Linked DNA regions of Zea mays: region 1 is linked to region 2. A link is a contact called in public Hi-C data. All regions are on one chromosome and are shown on one strand. The core of a region is the stretch at or near the end of the contact, and the rest is flanking DNA. Distances in the headings are between cores, read along the strand shown.

The links. Hi-C and Micro-C count contacts between places; a contact is called where the count stands out from the background.
Region 1: a Hi-C map of endosperm shows a contact between it and region 2, with 1.8 times the contacts expected there. The contact joins the promoter of LOC100383156 here to the promoter of LOC100384108 in region 2. A contact is called at or near these places in 6 of 25 Hi-C or Micro-C datasets (ear, endosperm, leaf and 2 more).

The regions. Positions count from the first base shown.
Region 1 is chr9:161,597,010-161,600,004 of Zm-B73-REFERENCE-NAM-5.0, reverse strand. LOC100383156 reads right to left here and starts at 1,434. Exons shown (of 14, transcript NM_001175821.1): 1 at 1,070-1,434; 2 at 899-972; 3 at 731-764; 4 at 587-645; 5 at 237-351; 6 at 121-158. The coding sequence starts at 1,288. LOC100192056 (putative oxysterol binding domain family protein) reads right to left here. Exons shown (of 9, transcript NM_001137479.1): 7 at 2,962-2,995; 8 at 2,779-2,892; 9 at 2,425-2,702. The coding sequence ends at 2,559.
Region 2 is chr9:161,398,719-161,401,869 of Zm-B73-REFERENCE-NAM-5.0, reverse strand. It overlaps LOC100384108, which reads right to left and starts at 1,290. Exons shown (of 12, transcript NM_001362244.1): 1 at 774-1,290. The coding sequence starts at 883.

The DNA.
Region 1 (2,995 bases), core at 185-2,684, 200 kb before region 2:
TACTCCCTCCGTTTCTTTTTATTTGTCGCTGGATAGTGTAATTTTGCACTATCCAGCGACAAATAAAAAGAAACGGAGGGAGTATTAAACAACCAAAAAAAAAAAGAAGACACAACTTACTCTGTTGATGTCCGCAGCAGCTCATACACCATGTCAGTCTGCAGTTGCACAAGGGTAAGGAAACGAGGCACATGAGACATGAGCTATAGACTGGAAAAGATAAATAATAAACCCACCTGCAAAACATTAGGCAAATTGAGCCTCTGAGCAAGTTGTGTAGCGATTGTTGATTTTCCAGTACAGGCAGTTCCACACACCAAAATTACTAGTGGAACCCGTTGATGATGGAACCTGCACGAGGTAGGGGATGAGCACATCAGAAACATGTAATTTGAATGCCGCTGGTGTAAGAGAGAAGAGTTTCTTTCTATGCGAATGTAGGATAAGCACAAACATCGTGGTTTTTTCCTGGAATACGCAGGAGAGCTGTGCATCTTTGTATTAATAGAAGAATAAGAAAGGGGGGAGAGAAGCAGACTACTATAGAGAAGCAGAAGATGTATTTTTGGCCACTGCAGCAGAGTACCTTGTCATCATTTTATAGCGATTTATATACTCCTCTCCGTATCCCCGTTTTTCCATAAGCTGTGGAAGGAGGGAAGTTATAAGTTTGTGTAATCGGCTGAGGAAGTAGCATGCAGCAGGGAAGGGAAGCAGGAAGGTACCTAACCTTGAACAGATTAGCCTCTAGATCACTCTGGGATCTGTAAAATAAGGAAGTGCAGGAGTTAGAGAAAAAAAAAGGTACTAGCATACAATATAACATGTTGAAAGCTAATAGGATAGTTAGATGGTGGGGGAGGGGAATGGGAGAGAGGAAGAAGATGCATATACATACACATCAAGCAGGCTGTTGTCGACAAGCAGCTTCTTGAGCTCAAGGGCAATCTTGATGGCGACATGATTAGGAATCTGTGTGTTTTGTTTAAAAAATAAGAGCAAATACAAGGGGAAGGGAGGGTTAATTGATTGATGGATGGATAAAGGAAAGAGGAAATTAGTAGTGTACCTTGGTGACTGTGAGCATCCTGCTGAGGAGGAACCTGGAGAGGACGTAGTAGTGGTCGGCGTTCTCCCCGAGCCAGACCTTGACCTTGACGAAATCGTACTTGGAGGAGGCGTTGCGGGAAGGGATCGTCTGCGTTGCGGACGAGGCGGCGGCATCACCGAGGTCGGGGGGCGGCAGTGGGTCGGGATCGGCGGGTGCTGGGTCCTGCTGTTGCTGCATCGGGTCTGGGTCTGGCGGGGCTGGGGCTGGGGCTGGGGCTGGGATCGGGATGGTGATGATAGATGGATTTGGAGAATGGCGCGGAGACGAGACTAGGAAGATGAATCATCAATCGACTCGAGCTCGAGAGACGCACCAAGTCGCAGAGGATGGAGGGATGCGCCTCCTCCTCCTCGTCCTCCCGGACGGAGGAACAAGACAGCTGGCTGGGCCAGGCACAGACCGCCTCCCTCGTGTCACGTCAGTTGCCACCGCCGCACTCGCTCACTACACGTGTTTTGCTTTTACACCGTCCATTCGTCCAATAAAATACAAGAGAACACATAACTTTTATAAATTTAGACGGCTAATTTATAAAATAAACTAGTTTTCACTTTTTTAAAGCTTTGAGTGACTCGTTTTCAACTGACCCACCATTATAAGCTTAGATAGTCAAAATACATCAAGACTTGATCAAAATTATAAATACGTATAGCATAGAATAAGTATAATAAAAAAAAACCAATAATACTTAATTAATGTTATAAATATTGTTATTTAGTTTTAGTCTAAATTAATATGTTTTAAATCTTAATAAAATTAAAATAACTTGTAATTTAGGATGTAAGAAGCATATTTCGTTTCCTGATTTATTTGAACGAACAAAATATTTATCTCCTATCTATTTTTTACCGTAATAAAACCAACTATTTGAAACTTAACACTCGAAATTTAGAGCTGACGGTATATGTATATGTATGTCGGTGTAATTATGAATGCACAGCAAAATATGTGATGGAAATTGGTAGAACATACAAACCAAATTGATACAGTCCATGCGCGTTACCAACGAGTCCGGCAAGACGCGGGTGGCGGACCACGGCAGCCCGACAAAGTGTACAGCCCAATTGTCCAGTTCGACTATCTAGCTACTTGTTGTATTAGACACATATATACTACTACATGAAGATACACATACATACATACATACACGCTCCAATAATGTCAACAATTCCAATCAATTATGCGTATATAATAGCGGTAACAATTTTTTTGTATTTCAATTAAGAAGAAAAAAAATTGATCTAGTTTTAAGTGAAACGACCGAGCCTAAAACGACGCACAAACAACTCAGACAACAGCAATCCGCGAGATATATGTGTTCACTGTTCAGTCACACTGCACATACATATTAATATTATCATGGGAGACCAGAGATTATTATTATCATTATCATTATTATTATTATATATATATATATATAAAAGGTCCGAGCAGCCTCACTGTTGAGTCACACGAATTCACCAAATATATCATGACATCCGTCCCATTTCCGCTGCTGTCGTGCCTCCCAGTAACCTCCCACATAGCGGAATGTGTCATCATCCCTTCGGAACCATCTTGGTTTCCAACCATTGTCCTGCATCTTCCGTGACTGCAGTGAAGAAAATCCAATTACATAAGCTTTTCTATTCTATTTGTCGCCAAATATTCGAGATGCATGGGCATACCATCCGTTGCCTCCTCTCCAGTCGCAGCTTCTCAGCATTGGCCTTACTATACTCCCCGTTCTCTACATGTCGCTGATCTGGTCTGAGTCTTGAATCCGTTGGTGGAAGGCTCTCCTAACCAGCAGCAATTCAGAAGTGGCGCTAACAACAAAGGAGGCATCATAACGACCTATATCTACCTACCTTGAGTTCTGGAGTCAACTCGTTCAGAGTTATT
Region 2 (3,151 bases), core at 41-2,540:
GGGTGTTAGGGAGAAAAAGATATCAGAATCACCACTGTGGGAAGAAAAATGCACAAGCAAAATATAAACAAGAAATAGAGTACTGGAAGTGAGGTCGATACTACTTCCTACTGCACCACAGCACCTCATTCCAAACAAGCGAGTGAATGTGGCACAATTATATCTAACTTCAAGTGATACATATCTTCTAGTTATTATATGGTAGACATGGGAAGTTTACAAAACATGTGAACAGAAATAACAGACTAACAGTGATGAGCATGCCATTCAGACTTTTGAAATAATGTATCCACAGGGAATGCATTCGCATAGGTGGTTGCATCATGTGATTATGATATGAAATAAGCGGAAATGTTCAACACGGAAGTTATTCAGAGGACGAAGCAAGTAGAGAACAATGCGCGCATTCCAAGCTATATATGTTCATTCATAGAATGGACTTTCCACTTGTTAAAAATAAAACGGTCTGTGACAGGCTACTTTATTGAGGGCAGAGATGGATAGCAGTTTCTATTTCGAGGATGAAACACAAATCCTGCTGACAAAATAGCCTTGAAGATGTCTGCACGCACGAACAAGGACACCTGGCATTACAGTTGCGAAAGAGGTGACTGCCTAATCCGAACTCCGAAGGGGTTACTGCGTCGTGCCACAGTGCCTACTCAGCAACTACACTAATCAAATAAGTTACCAATGGCAGCCGTCGTTTAAAACGCCTGACCATGCAGATCAAATTGGACAGGGAAACAAGGGAGCGGGGGTTGGAGTGTCACCTGGAGCTGACAGGGTACCCAGAGGAGGAGGACGAGAAGGGCGAGGCTTCCAACCTCGCGCCGTCCCTGCCACCGCTGAACCCAGCGCTGTTGCTGGAGTACCTATGCATGGCCCCCCAGCAAGTCACCTGAGCGGCGCCCCCGGCATGAGCGCAACCTCCTTTATTGTCCTCAGCGGCCGACCGGACGGAAGAGCGAGAGCAAGAGGAGGCCCCGTCGCGGCCCGATCCCGAATCCGAGAGTACGGTTTTAGGAAATCGAGCGGAGAAATGGCGCGCGAGCCGCCCTCAGGGGAGCGGAGCACACGGGGTGGGAAGAGCTGGTAGCCTAGGGTTTGGTGGCGGAGCGGGGTCGGAGATGGGTGAAGGCGAGCGGCGGGGCGGAGGAATGACGAGTGGATGGATGGATCGGTGGTGCTGGGTTGCTGCTGCCTTCGTGGGTGGTGGTGGTGGTGGTGGTGGGTTGGCAAGCAGGCAAGGGAAATGGTGTTCCTCTTTGCTTTGCTCTGCTGTACTGCTGTTGTCTGTTTGGTGCGGGGGTTGCGCTTGCGCTCGGGGGAAGAAAGCAAACCATAGCCCCCGCACTGACCGTTGACTCTCCCTCCCTCCGTGGCCGTGATCGTCAGGACAAGAGTAGCTGAATTTGTGGGCGTGGTGGGCGCGCACGAGAGTGTGCCCGAGGAGGAGAAGCAACACAATGGGTATGTTTGGTTGTCTGCATCTGCGCGCGCTTGTATTACAGGATGTGGGTAGCTGTTGTTTGGTTGCTGTGAGGCAGGCTATGCGCGTGCGAGCTCTGTGTTTGGTTGTCTGCATGTAGATTTGGATCCAGGCTCACACGATCCTTAAAGCACCCTGAGCCAGGCTCACCAGATACGAGCAGATTGGTCGCATCTCCAGAGCCAGGCTCCAGTGATCCTAGCTCACACAACCAGGTTGGCGAGAAAAACCAACCAAACAGACCTATAAGGTATTATTGTCCCTTTTGGTTTACATATAGATTTTAGTTGTCATAATTAGTTTATGGATGTGATGGACGTGCGAACGAGATCACGAGACATGAGAGTGTGCCGGAGAGGGACAACACACAAGGTATTATTGCTCCAATTATTTTAACTTCTGTAATAACTAAAAATTTCACTTTTCAGCATGCTTTTTTAAAATTGCTTCTATAAGAAAAATACCTCAAATTAACGTGAACTAGAAAACGACGTGCGGCGTTGTCACGCTGCTGCACAATATTTATGTGTAGAAAAAAGATGAATGTTGGACATAAGAGTGTCCTTAAAGGGATAGAGACATCAATACATCCTACCTTAGTAACTCAATTGCAAAATACTAACGGAAATATTTGCTGGAGATTACTACTTATGTTTTGTTGGTTTATAACATAAGATTGACACCATATAGCTACATACTTATATACATCAAAAGATGCACCATTATTGGTGTTCAAGTAAACAAAAGTTATAGAAATATTGTACTAGTCAAAAGGACTTCTAAAGTCTACTACTTTAATTTGACTTTTTGGGTTATATCATGCAGCATTTTTTGCTTTTAGTTTGAGGGTAGATCCTTCTAATTTTCTGTAGAAGATCATCATTGTCATCAATTGTTTCTTGTTGAGAAAAAGTTTTGTGAGACAAAATAACCAGATGAGATCATGAGCAGAGCCAAGTTTAAACTTATCAAAGAAATAGAGTAGAGTGAGCAAAGTAAAAGTGTTGGCAGAAATTGTATTGGTATAATTTTTCTATTTTGAAGGAACACGGTAAAAAACATCTATTATTGTTTGGTTTAAACCGGATAAAGAAAATGTGTTGGTCAGGATAAGACATCCATTATGTACTAGGGATGAATAGGAAAATAAAGGAAACGTATTAGAGCGCAAGTCTCTTTCCTCTTGATAGCATTACATCGAAGAACACATGGTGCGCATCCACGTGTTGTCCATCTCGAGCTCAAAGTCGAAATCTGGTTCGACATTGCCACCGGCTGATCTCGTGTTTCCCTAACAGCTAGATTGTTGCCGATAAACGAGCAACCTTGCTAGGTTATGATACACCCAGTGTGAGGTTAGCCAAGACCTAACAAATTAGGGTTGTCTAGAGCCCAGCAGTTTATTAAGCACAACCAACTTAAGAAAAGGTTTTGATGGGGGTGGTTCTCCCTTTTAAGGTGGCTTCCTCATCCCAAGTTAAGTAAGGTAGGATAATTCTGAGGCTTACACGGTCATTGCTAGACTATAATTAGACCAACTGGGTCAATTGTGTCTTTGACAACGGGTAATAGTGGATGATGTTCTCATCATTCCCACCTTTTTAAAATGGGCCCTAGCTCTGATACCAGATAATACACCCAGCCAGGTGGGGTTGGCCG